Regions from separate parts of the Mus musculus genome. Here all the other regions are linked to region 1. Evidence: chromatin contacts called from public Hi-C and Micro-C data. All regions are on one chromosome and are shown on one strand. Each heading gives the region's core, a stretch centred on a gene start, on an enhancer-like site or on the middle of the called end of the contact. The rest is flanking DNA. Distances are from core to core; before and after follow the strand shown.

What was found. Hi-C and Micro-C count contacts between places; a contact is called where the count stands out from the background.
Region 2: a Micro-C map of muscle stem cells shows a contact between it and region 1, with 4 times the contacts expected there. The contact joins two enhancer-like sites. A contact is called at or near these places in 1 of 39 promoter capture datasets (the C10 cell line), 1 of 15 datasets of contacts at CTCF or cohesin (the NIH/3T3 cell line) and 1 of 484 Hi-C or Micro-C datasets (muscle stem cells).
Region 3: a contact with region 1 is called in a Hi-C map of 3T3-L1-derived adipocytes, with 3 times the contacts expected there. The contact joins two enhancer-like sites. A contact is called at or near these places in 6 of 484 Hi-C or Micro-C datasets (3T3-L1-derived adipocytes, the C2C12 cell line, cerebral cortex and 3 more) and 5 of 115 datasets of contacts at active chromatin or transcription factors (the NIH/3T3 cell line, cardiomyocytes, fibro-adipogenic progenitors and 2 more).

What each region holds. Positions count from the first base shown.
Region 1 is chr6:117,436,043-117,439,991 of GRCm38.p6, reverse strand. No RefSeq gene overlaps it. Among named protein-coding and RNA genes, the nearest start is that of 6820426E19Rik, 57 kb to the left of the region's middle. Within about 2 kb of position 2,136, at least 77 of the 459 cell types and tissues checked have an H3K27ac peak or open chromatin away from gene starts, as enhancers often do. A contact at or near this core is called in 3T3-L1-derived adipocytes and muscle stem cells, where this site is marked.
Region 2 is chr6:117,198,247-117,202,195 of GRCm38.p6, reverse strand. No RefSeq gene overlaps it. Among named protein-coding and RNA genes, the nearest start is that of Cxcl12, 32 kb to the right of the region's middle. Within about 2 kb of position 2,240, at least 9 of the 459 cell types and tissues checked have an H3K27ac peak or open chromatin away from gene starts, as enhancers often do. A contact at or near this core is called in muscle stem cells, where this site is marked.
Region 3 is chr6:117,650,866-117,654,814 of GRCm38.p6, reverse strand. No RefSeq gene overlaps it. Among named protein-coding and RNA genes, the nearest start is that of Gm9946, 93 kb to the right of the region's middle. Within about 2 kb of position 1,699, at least 56 of the 459 cell types and tissues checked have an H3K27ac peak or open chromatin away from gene starts, as enhancers often do. A contact at or near this core is called in 3T3-L1-derived adipocytes, where this site is marked.

The DNA of each region.
Region 1 (3,949 bases), core at 887-3,386:
AAAGACATTAAGAAAGTTATACCATTCACATTAACCTACTATATGTCTGTCTGTCTGTCTGTCTGTCTGTCTGGGAATAAATAAAACCAAAGAAGTATTGTACCAAAAAAGTACAATAAAAAATGTAAGACACAAGACAAAGAAATTAAGATCTCCCATGCTCATGGATCGGTAGGGTTAATTTTGTAAAAATGGCTGTCCTAATAAAAGAAATCTACAGATTCAATGCAGTCCTTATGAAAATTTCAATGCATTTCTTCACAGAAACTGAAAACAAAAATCTTAAGTTTCATTTGGAAATACCAGAGACCCATTATAGCTGAAACAATCCACAACAACAACAGCAACAACAACAACAGCAACAACAAGAACAACTGTTGGGAGATGTCACCATCCCAGATCAAGCTGTACTACAGAGTCACAGTATTTTTATAAAGGCATAAACATAGGCTCATTGGTCAAGGAAATAGAATTGACTCATATATAAACTTTTGTAACCAGCTATAAGCTTTTCAATTTATCGTGATTTTTGAACCTTAGATAATGTATATGTAAAATAGGTATCATGTACTTTATGCCTGGAATTTAATGACTATCAGGTTGGAGCACACAGGACCCTCTATCCTGTTAGTTGTACTGAACTATGGCTTGAGGGTATAGAGCTGTTGTCTACCATCACAGAGAGCCTCTGACACCTGAAGATACACGCTCTAAACTCTCTGTTTATTCTGCAAAAAGATGGGGCTGGTCTGGCTTAGAAACAGCTAAAATGCCTAACAGTTCTGAGCTCCAGTATCCTTTGGAGTAAAACACAGGGCCATCTTCAGTATTATGAGTCTGTCCAGTTCAATGCCCTGCAGGTCCAAGTTCACAGACCTCATGTGGCAACATACTTATGCCATTTGGGGCCGACGTAGGGATATACATTGATTATATTTGAAAACCTAAGAAAACTGATATGCGGAGGTGGTAAGACATTATCTGTCAGGTTATACAACCTACCATCTGTTTACCCCATTCTTGCTCTCATGGCCCATGGCAGGCAAGCCTCTAACTACCTGGAATTCTAGTCCTAGCAATAAGCTGATCTCCCAATATGCTGTCCTTAAGCTTGTTAGATCCATAAAAATACAGGACAAAGCCCAAGTCAGTTTATGAGGATTTTGGAAAATCAAGTCATTCTGTACCCCATACGCTGATAGTCCCATAGTGCTCACCCACATGGCACTGCTCCTATAGAGCCTCTCCTGGCAGCCCCACCTTGGCTCTTAGTCTCATCCTCTGGGCCTATCAATGCTCAGATCCAGCTCTACACACCCCAGGATCACCCTGGAACACCACTGGGCCTTTATGCAAATGTGTGCTATTCAAAACATGGCATGGATGAGTTTGGCCCTGCCTTGAAGACTATGTTGTCCAGGAGAACATGAGGCACATGTTACACATCATGGCTGAGTTTGCCTGACCTCCCAAGGAGGACTTAGCATCAGGAAACCCCAGCTTGTTGGAGCCTGTGGGTCCCTTCATGCAACACCTTATCCATCCACGGCTATCATCAAAGTACTCACAGTCTTCATGTTCTCACCACTGCACATAGGCTTAGGGTTTGCTCACCCAGTCAGGAGAGGGAAGTGGATATAGCATCCCCACCCTTCCCAACTCCTGTCTCATGATGCACTGAGTAAGAAGCAGAAGAAGCAGAAGCAGAGACAAAGCCCCAGCCTCCAGGTCTCGGTTTCTTCCCAGAGTTCCTTGCTGCTCCTAGCTATGGCTTTCTCCCAGGGCCCAGGATCACTTCTGCAGAGGACAGCCCAGTTGCTTTGGTGCTCATTTGGCAAGTCTTCTGACAAAACTGGGGCCTGCTTTTTGGGCCTCCTGGCCAGGTCCTATTTTGAATCCTTGTTCCGGGTGAGGGAGTGGGTGCCTGCGCCTGTCCTGTTGACTGTGATGGCTCCGACTTGGGGCCTGCGTGGCTGTTGGCTTCCATTGTCCTCTCTCCAAGGGAGCCAATGATGCTATCACAGGCCCATTGTGTGCTGGGCGGGCTGCCAGGCGCCTGCTCCACACAGGGCTGTGCCACATCCCCACTTTCCTGGAATTCAAGGAGTAAGAGTCACACCAGCTCCTGATTCACTCCCCAGTTATTTCCAGCTTCGTTTTTTGGGCTCCCCCTATAGCAGTGTTTTCTCAGGAGCAAACTCTGGTGCAATGAAACTACAGAAAGTCCACATGCTGTACACGGGGTGTTTATCAAGAAAACAATTGTAGAAAAAGACTCTGCAACTTTGCCTAATAAAATTCCAGTGTGGGAAGGAGATGGGACTGACCACAACGAGGGTCAGGTTTCCTCAGAAATGCTGACTGACTGCATAAGGCCAAGGGTGATGCGTCCCTAGACACAGGCAATAGGTCATTACATGTCCTGTTGTTCACATAGCACTTTGCTAAGAACTGGAGAGACCTTTAAACTTCCCCTTAGGTAATGTATGAAGTACACCTTTAACTAGACTCATCTCTCTAGGAAAAAATATTTTAAAGCAACAGCCTAAATTTTGGTGGTGGACATTTTGGGGGTTGTAATTTTAGCTCCATTAAAATTGTAGGTTTAGTTAAGGGGAGTAGGGAGGCCCAGCCTGGTCAGTGGAGAGGGATTTGCATTGACTGACAGGTCCACCCTTCCAGATCACTCCTGGGTGGCTTCCCAGTGGACCCTAAGGCTAGCTTCCCCTCTTGAGAAGTGTCACATTTAAGAGAGGTTTTTTTCTTGCCTCTGTCCCCCAAGTTCTTAGTCCTCTCCTACGTCTTGGTAACTTAAACCCAAGGTGGATGATCAGGCCCTTGGAGCAGGCTCACCTCCTTGAGAGGGAGTGATGGGGATGAGGCAGACCTGTGGCCAAGCTAGGCTGGACCATCAACACCCTGCTTTGAAAACTGCGATGCCTGGAGATCCAAGGGTGGCTAGACAGATCATAGGAAGTCCAGAGATGTTGGAGTTGAACGATCCTTCCTCCCTTGGCTTGCCTATGGTGTTCAGCCCTTTGTAATGTTATTCTTCACAAACAGCTCAGGGGCATGTCACAGTGATCATGAGTGTGTCAGGGAGGTTTCACCACCTCAGCACATAAAAAATCCAAGGGCTTCCTGAATCAGAAAAGTGGGGAGCAAGGACATATGCATGGATATGAGGATACTTGCTTGAGCACCCCAGGGCCACCCCATCTTCAGCTATTCCTAATCCATACCTGTTCTACTTGCAGTCACTCCGTCTTCAGGCACACCCCTCTTGAAGCTATCCTCTACTTATAACCATCCCTCCACCTGCACCCATCCTCCCCTTTAGTGTTCCTCACTTGTACCCATTCCCCTACCTGCACCCATCCCCCTACCTGCACCTGTCCCTCATCCTCTACTTCCAATCATCATTACTTGCAGCCGGCTCTATCTGGGCCCACTTGGCTGGATGAACAATAGAGGGACTTCAGAAGAAGACACATTTCTTCTGCAAACTTCTATCCTGTGGCTTTAACAACTAGAAGAGCACAGGAACTTGTTTTAGAGGCATGTCCAGATGCTGATGTGTGACTCTCAGGCCCTGGGGCTCCACACTATCTGAATAACCACTTTCCTTATCCAAGGGGATGGAGAGCATGAACCTAGACCATTCATAGTCTCTAAGTGGTCCACTAGCTGACCCACCCCTAATGGTTTCCTTTAAAGCAGATTGGCCTTCTAACATTCAAGGGGGAAATAGTTACTTCTCTAAGCTTTCATTTTCAATAGTTCTGTAGTAAAAATCCCACTTTAATAAGCATAGGGCCAGTATAAAAATCCCCCAGTGAGCCATCCAAAAGAATACAGTCATGTTTCTTTCCAGTTTGAAGGTGAGGATGCTAGAAGGGAGTAGGGGTCTGGCAATGGGGGAGGGGGACTCCCCAGGTGCATATGAGTC
Region 2 (3,949 bases), core at 991-3,490, 240 kb after region 1:
TTTTCTGGGGGAAAGACATATGAATGATAGTGTAAGAAGTCCCCCGACAATGCAACACATAGAGATCAGAAAAAACCCGAAGTGGAAGAGTACACAATAGCAAACCGCAGTTGGCTCAGCGTTGCTGGACCACACCAAACAGCTGTGCCTCCTTCACGGCGATGCCAGACTGACTGCCACATACCCTTTCTGCTCCTAGACGGCCCTGCTGCTGAGAAGAGCAAGGATCTCCCTCATATGTGTGACAACTCAGACATCTTGGGACGCAGCCCATGGTCATCACTAAATTACAGTCCATCTACATGTTGCATATCATATAACTGGATCTTTTATGGTTTCAGATCCTTACTAGGCAGCCAAAAGCTTCTGCCAGCCAATTTGATTACTGAGCATTGATTTAGTCATTCTCTTCTTGACAAGAAGAACAAAATAAAACCTCCCTTCAGGAGCCCACAGATCTAGTAATCCTTGCCTCTCACGATTTTCCTCAGCACACTGAGGTCCCCTAACACCTGCCGCTTCAAGAGACCCCTACACTCCCTGTGAAGATTATGTCCAGTTTTTAGCCCTGCCCTGCCCCTTCCTACTTGCCCCAAACCACAGACTATTGTGTCATAGCTTCTTGTCAGTTTGTATTCTTACCCTCTCTCCCCATCAGCCTGGGAACATCATAAGGGTATATATAAAAAGTCAAAGGTATTTGGCTTTCCAGACTGTGTCATCAGGACCCTGGAGAAGTATGGAGAGCCTGGGAGGATGAATACATTTCAGGGCCTAAGTAGGTGCTGTCACAGATTAGATACAAGAGGTTCTGGCTCTGAGAGGACCAAAGTCAGTCACTCCACTCTGCAGACCAGCAGGGGAAATTCCATGCTCCAGTAATAAAAACATGGCGGCCTAGAACCTCCTGATAGAGAAACATGGGAAGTCAGTATGCAGAGAAGAGAGGCATGGCCCTGGGATTCCAGAGAGCTGAAGGTAAGAGATGGGGTCTCCATGTAAGTTCTGGAGCCCGGCAGCTTGCCCAAGCCACAGCTGGCCAGTTTCAGCTGAGCCTCCGGGGAAGAGAAGGGCTGTCTAAACAGGAAGTTCACCACCCAGACGCTGATGTGTCTTTGATAAGTGCTAAGCCCTTCTGGGCCTCTTTCCCCCAAACATTCCGCCATGGCTCTGGGGTATGAAAATGAGTTCTGCATCTTCTCTACCCAATCACCATGCACTAGAGGAAAAGACAGGGAGAGGCAAGAAACAAAGGATAGAAACATCAGGAAGAAAAGTGAACTTGAGAGAGAAACGGGAAGGCAGGGTGCACTACAGAGACGAGGTAAAGAGGAGCTGGGATGGGTGTGTAGCTTCTCCAGTGTGAGCTACACACACACACACACACACACACACACACACACACACATGCACGCAAAACCTAGTGGCACCTTGGAGGGACAACCTTAATACCTCAGGCATCCCCTTCTGTCAGCTCTCTACCTACAAAGAATCCAGTCAGAAGTCCATCCTTGTACAAGTGTATGGTAAGGGACCCCTCACTGTGGGGAGCCATTGCTTCATCTCTCAGGAAGCAGCAGGTGCTTTTTGCATTCACAGCAGTCACCCTACTGCTCTGCTCCTGGACACAGAGAACCAGCTAGAACTTCTGTCACACAGAAGCAGCTGCACATGATATCATTTGCGGTGAGCTATGTGACATTGAGAGAGTCTTTCTCTGCCCTGAGCCTTAGCTCCTTTATCCTTAAGACAGGGAGAATGAAAAGATTAGCTCAAGAAGTTTCACAACTGCCTGTGTTCCAGCTCCAGGGGATCTAACACTCCTCCGGCCTCGGCTGACACCTTCATACACACACAGACACACACAGACACACACAGACACAGAGACACACACAGGTACAGAAATACAGAGACAAACACAGAGAGAGAGAGACATACACACAGAGACAGACACATCCGCATGCACACAGACACGAGAGAGAGAGAGAGAGGGGGGGGGGGGAGGAGAGAGAGAGAGAGAACGAGAACAAGGTATCTGGGTATCTGTCAAGGGGACACTGCAGACCAAAGAACCTGTCTGAAGGTACCTCTTCCATCTCATGTAATACTCCCTGAGAGCAGGTGAGCAAATCAAAGGACCAGAGGACCCAAGACAAAATGCACAGAAGAGAGGCCTGGCTAACTATTCCCCATGTCAGGAGGCCAGCCAGTAGGTTTTCTGGCTTAACGTGTGGACGGGAAGGAAGTTGCATAATCCCCTCTGAGGATGAGACTGTGAAGAGATAGAGACAAAGGCTACAGCTGTGTACAGCTAAGCCCAAGGCTGACTGATTCTGGGATCTTGTCACTCCTGGGTCAGATTACAAGTCATCAAAGCAAGAGAACAATATTTTTCCACACTCTGGACAAAGAGAATCATCTCAGATACTGACAATTGCTTCTCTCTGAAAAATGCAGATAAAGAGTTGCCAAGGCTGCTTGAACACTAAATCTGAAAAAATTTCCAGTGGATCTGGTGACTAAGGTAGCTATTAAGTGATTACTGAACAAAGGCTACCTCATAGCCTGCATGGGGATGGAGCAGAGACAAGAACTTTCAAGCTCCTCAGATTGGTACTCAGTGTGAACTTATGAATTATTTCTAGAAGTTTCCATGTAATATTTGAAAGCTTGATTGAAGGTCTGAAATAACATAGTAAACAAAACCCAAAACCAGAGGGCTTACTCTTCTGAAGGCGCAGCCAAGATCCACATCAATACCCCAGATGTTGAACGTCCCTTCCGATCTCAGTCTCTCTCTTTGCCTCTGGACCTCAGGACCACCACCAGCACAAAGCCCTACACCTTTCAACAAGATCAAATGTCCAGGTCTCCCTTACCTTAAAGCTCTTACGATTTAACACTGTCTCCTGGAACCCATTAGGAACGTGTGTTGTTGAGGTCCCACCCTCACCTGCTGAATCAGAGACTTTGAGATGCGAATAAATCATGTTAAGAGGCCATTGGAGACCTTCTGATTCTCCCTCAAGCCTGGGTGCTATTGCCCTACAGCAAGGATTTACGGATAACCTGAGCACTGAGGTTCCCCACAGAGCTTGTGAAGTACTATACTCAAGCCCCCATTGTGAGGCTGATTTTCACAGTCACAGGTGAAATCCATGTGCTAAAGGCTTCATACCCACCCAGGGTGGTACTTTTGGAAGGTGGAAACTTTGGGAGCTAGGACTTGATGGGTGGGCCTTGGGTCATTAGAGGAGTGGCCTTGAAGCAGACTTGGGGCCCCCAGTGTTCCTTCCTTTGCTCTTTTTCTACATTTAGCAATCGTAGGGTGGAACCTTAAAAACTGCATATAAGGACTGAAGACTGTCTCAGTCGTAAAGAGGACTTCCTGCACTTCCAGAAGACCCAGGTTCAATTCCCAGCAGCCACGTGGTAGCTCACAACTGTCTGTAACTCAGTTCCAGGGCATTCAATAGATACTAGTACAGATAAAACACCAATGCACATAAAATAAAAATAAGTCATTAAAATTTTTAAACGAAAAAAGAGAATTAAAATAAATCTTTCTTCTCACATGCCTTCCAATATTGTGTTGTAGGATAGAAATCTGACGACATACAGGGCCTGCATTCACTATCCCAGTAGGGCACCCCAGTGCGGAGGGCTGGCCTAGCCATCTTGGGAGAGAGCGGATATCCATGAGGACTATTTCTATCTCAGTTTGATTTACTGCCCTTTGTAAGGTTCCCCTCTTTCCTTCAGATACACGCCGCACAGAGCTAAAGGACTACCCTCTTCTCTGTGTGTTTCTTGGTAAGTGCCAGACAAAAGACTCATGAACAAAGCCTTTGACCAGACGTTTTAATATACGCCTTGTTAAAATGGTATAGTCCATTTTGTAAAGATTTAATTCTTATGTATGTGAGTACTCTATTTGCAGGTACACCTA
Region 3 (3,949 bases), core at 450-2,949, 220 kb before region 1:
AACATGACTCTATTAAGGGTTAAAGATTTGCTTAAGAATTAAATAACTCCTATGACTGGTAAAAATCCATCAGTTTGGACTAAAATCCCTGGTTTGAAGCTCCGAGTGCCTTAGAAATGCTGGAAGAGGTAGATTTTTGAATAGCAAAGAGAGAGCAGGTCTGGAGCCAGCCTGCTCATGTTCAAACTACTGCTTCACTTCTTAGCAGTGTGTGAGCCGGGCTGGTTACTCAACCTCTCTGTGCTTCAGCGCTCTCCTGCAGAGGAATGACTTACTGGTATTTATTTCCTAGTTGTTTCAATGATCCTAAGTGGGTCTAAAGACCATTGTATTCCTGTTAGCTTTTACTTTTTTTTGCTGTCAAATTTAAATGGTTCAGAGTTTGCTAAAAGCAAGATAACAAAGCTTAGAGGAGGTTGTAAAAAAAAGCAACTGAGTCATAAACATAGGCAAAAGCTTGCACATAAAGTTAAACGCGACATGCCAGGCTAGCAGAATGAGGAGAACTTCTGGCAGAAGTGTGACTTTCCATTGTAAAGACTGGGGTTATTAAGTCCGCGTGTGATTTTTGGCATCTTTTCACTCTTCTGGAGGATATTTTTAATAGCTTTGTTTCCTTCTGACTACCCTAATATGACTTCACAACGCTATTTGGGGAAATTAAGGGTCCTAAAGCGGGACACTGAACACACAGTCGCAGACTATTCTAACAGCGTCACCAGTGCGCATGCGAAGCTGTTCCTGGCGTGCCGTCGCCATACGTACGAGCTGTGGCATTTTCTGAGGGAGTGACAGGGGAAAGTCAGGCCCTGGATAATATTACATACCACATGACCCTGTGTATTTTCTTTCTGTAATTTTATTTGCTACCTGTCTTTCATTATAAAATGTTTTAGCAAAGATTGGAAAGAATTTAGGAGATTAGGAAGGCGTATCTGGTAAAGCCTTCAAGTAGGTCTGCTGCAGCACAGATTGTTGTTTTTGTGGTTTATTTAAAAGGTTGGGTGTAGCATTATGCTCTAAATATGGTTTTCTCAGACTGTGGAAGAATTAAGGTTAACATGGGGGATTGAAAATTCACTTCATTCAAAAAAAGTTGACTGTACTCACTTGCTTTCAATGAAAATGAAGTCAAATGAATCACACACACACACACACACACACACACACACACACACACACACAAATATTTCTAAATATCAAGGTAGTTGGTCTTTGGAATGCAAATGCGTACTTTTAGGATTGGATTGAATTGCCTTAGTCATGCTTAGAATAGAGTCAACATTCCCTTGTGGATCTAGAGACCCACAGGGAAGTAATTTTATATACTTTTTATTTATTTGTTCCTTCGTTAATTTTCTCACGTATTTATTGAGGTACTGGGACCCAGCATCTCTAGCACGCTAGGTGCACCCCACCACTTGGTCAGTATTGCTCAACTGCAAGTTGTGAAGGTTGAAGTTGCTTGTGTTCCTTTTTGAAAAAGACATTTTAATTTGCTTGGGTTTGTCACAGCTGGCTCGCCCCTTATCAAAAACAATCCCGTAGAACATTGTTCTGTGGCTGCTTTTCCTGCCCCCAAATGCCGACTTCAATTATTGGGCAACTCTATTCCATCCTGCCAAGTTAGGACAAGGCAGTGCCTGGGGAGAGCGAAAGCAGTGTCCTGGACTTCGCCTGGGACGGGATCCAGGAGGCTTATGGGAAGAAGTTTGTTTGGAAATGGACCTCATGGCCCACTGTGATTTCATAACTCCGAGGGCCAAGCCCCATGTGGTTCAAGCCCTGAGTGAGCTGCGGTCAAACGAACACAGTCAGCTACTAACAGTTATTTCAAACAGAAAGTGGAAACTGTCCTTTAATGTCCCTCTTTGTCCTTGACTGCTCTGAGGTTGGTTCTCTGTGTTGAACCCTTTTTAGCCCCGCTCTACTCTATTTCCCCAACCCAAAGGAGCCTCCTTCGGGTCCAGAGTCGTAGTGGTTTATCCCAGCTTCTAAACAGTGTTACGGGGCTGTGGAGATGGACCAGTGCTTAAGAGCGCACACTGCGTTTACTGAGGACCTCGGTTCAGTTCTCAGCAGGTCACAGCGTGACTCCAGCTCCAGGGATTGAACCCGCTTCTGGCCTATGTGCTTTTACACGTACATACACACACATACATCACACACAGACACACACACACACACACACAGACACACACACACAGACACACAGACACACACACACACACACAGAGAGAGAGAGAGAGAGAGAGAGAGAATCAAAAATAAAATAAATCTTAAAGAAAGAGAGAGAAATTCTTAGCTTGCAGGCCTATAATTCTAGCATTGGGGAGGGTAGGCTAGGCTACACAAAGCTCTGTTTCACTCCCTCCACCCGCCAAATGAACAGAACAAAATGAAACTCTAGGCTAGGGGGCTAAGCCTGCACTGGAGGAAGCAGAGCTGTTCCTGAACAGGTAGAAGGAAGGGCTGGGCTGGTGTTTAGCAGTCTTTCCCACATGCTGGTTTGGATGACTCTCAAGACCTCTCTATTTCCCCTTAGGTGGAGCTTGCTATAATCACAGAGAGCCCTTTCCAGCCTGCCCAGAGGAGGCTGGGCTCTCCCTTCCCAGAGGTTTCCTAATGGGAGCCAGCAAGCAGTGGTGTTTTTAAGAGTACTCACTCGCCACCTCCTGCCACTCCCGTGTTTCCTTTACCCATCAGATTCTTTTCAGTGCTATTTGCAGATGAAGGTTCTAGATAACGTAGAAGGAATTCCCCAGTTGCACTTGAATAGCTGTGGGCAGTGTGTAGTTGCTCAGGGAGCTCACTGACTTTGCAAGGAGGAAAGAAGACAAAGGCACAGCCAGTTTTCCTGTGGATAAATCAAAACAAGGACAGTTTGAGAGCCAAGGAGGGAGAAACATCATTTCAACCTCTGGCTCCTTTGTCCTCCTTGGCTCTCTGGCATTGGCTTCATAGTGCAGTTAGGGCTGAGACACAGGAGGTATGGAGACTCCTGTCATGTTGTTGTTCCCTTCAACCAGGGGAAAGGCTGGCTCCAGCCAGTGGAAGAACAGATGCACTCTGCTGAGAAATTCATACGTTTGTTTTAACCCTTCCGTTAAAGATGTGTGAGAGATGTTCACAGCTCATGGTGGGCAGCTCCAGCATGCTGCCTTCCCAAGTGGATCGGACGGGATTGGCATTTTGTACTGGACCCTTCCCCAGGGTTTATGTCACTTACTGTCACTTACTGCTGTCCTGCCAGGTGACTCATCCTACCACCCGTGCTTCTTGGATGAACAATCAGGTACAGAGTAAGATTTTGTCCAGAGTGACATGGTTGGGAGTCGGGACTCAAACCCAGGAGTCTAGACTTCCCGCCCTCAGCTCTATCACTGTATGACCAGGGTTGATCCCATACTGAGCTACATGAAGGTGCACTGGTCACTGACACCATTGTTAAGTGTATTTATGTCACCATGGCCTTGTAATTAAGAGACTGATTTGGTACCATCAAATGTGTCTCCTTGGTCCTCTTTGGCTTTGATGTGTTCATTGTAATTCCAATAAAAATCTGGTGGCTCTGGGGCCTCACCATGAGGCTTGAGGGTTTTAGGTTCTGTGTGTCTGTTTTACTGTTGTGAACAGTATGGGGGTACGGGGGAATAGGGGAGGTGGACCCAGGCCACAGATGAGCCTTTCTCTAAGGTGGTTGGGTGTGTTTTCTTGTAAACTACACCTGCAAAATAGTAAGATTGAATAATCTAAAAATTCACAATAATACAGCTTTACAATCTCACCAGTAATATTCTTGCCACAAGAGAATTATGTTGATTTGATAAAATGAGATAAATATGACCCATGCTTGGTCTTTTGTTTTCTTTTGTCCTTTTCTTTCTTTCTTTTTTTCTTTGTTTGCCTAAAGAAAAACCCCAAACAACAACAAAATCAACAAACAGCC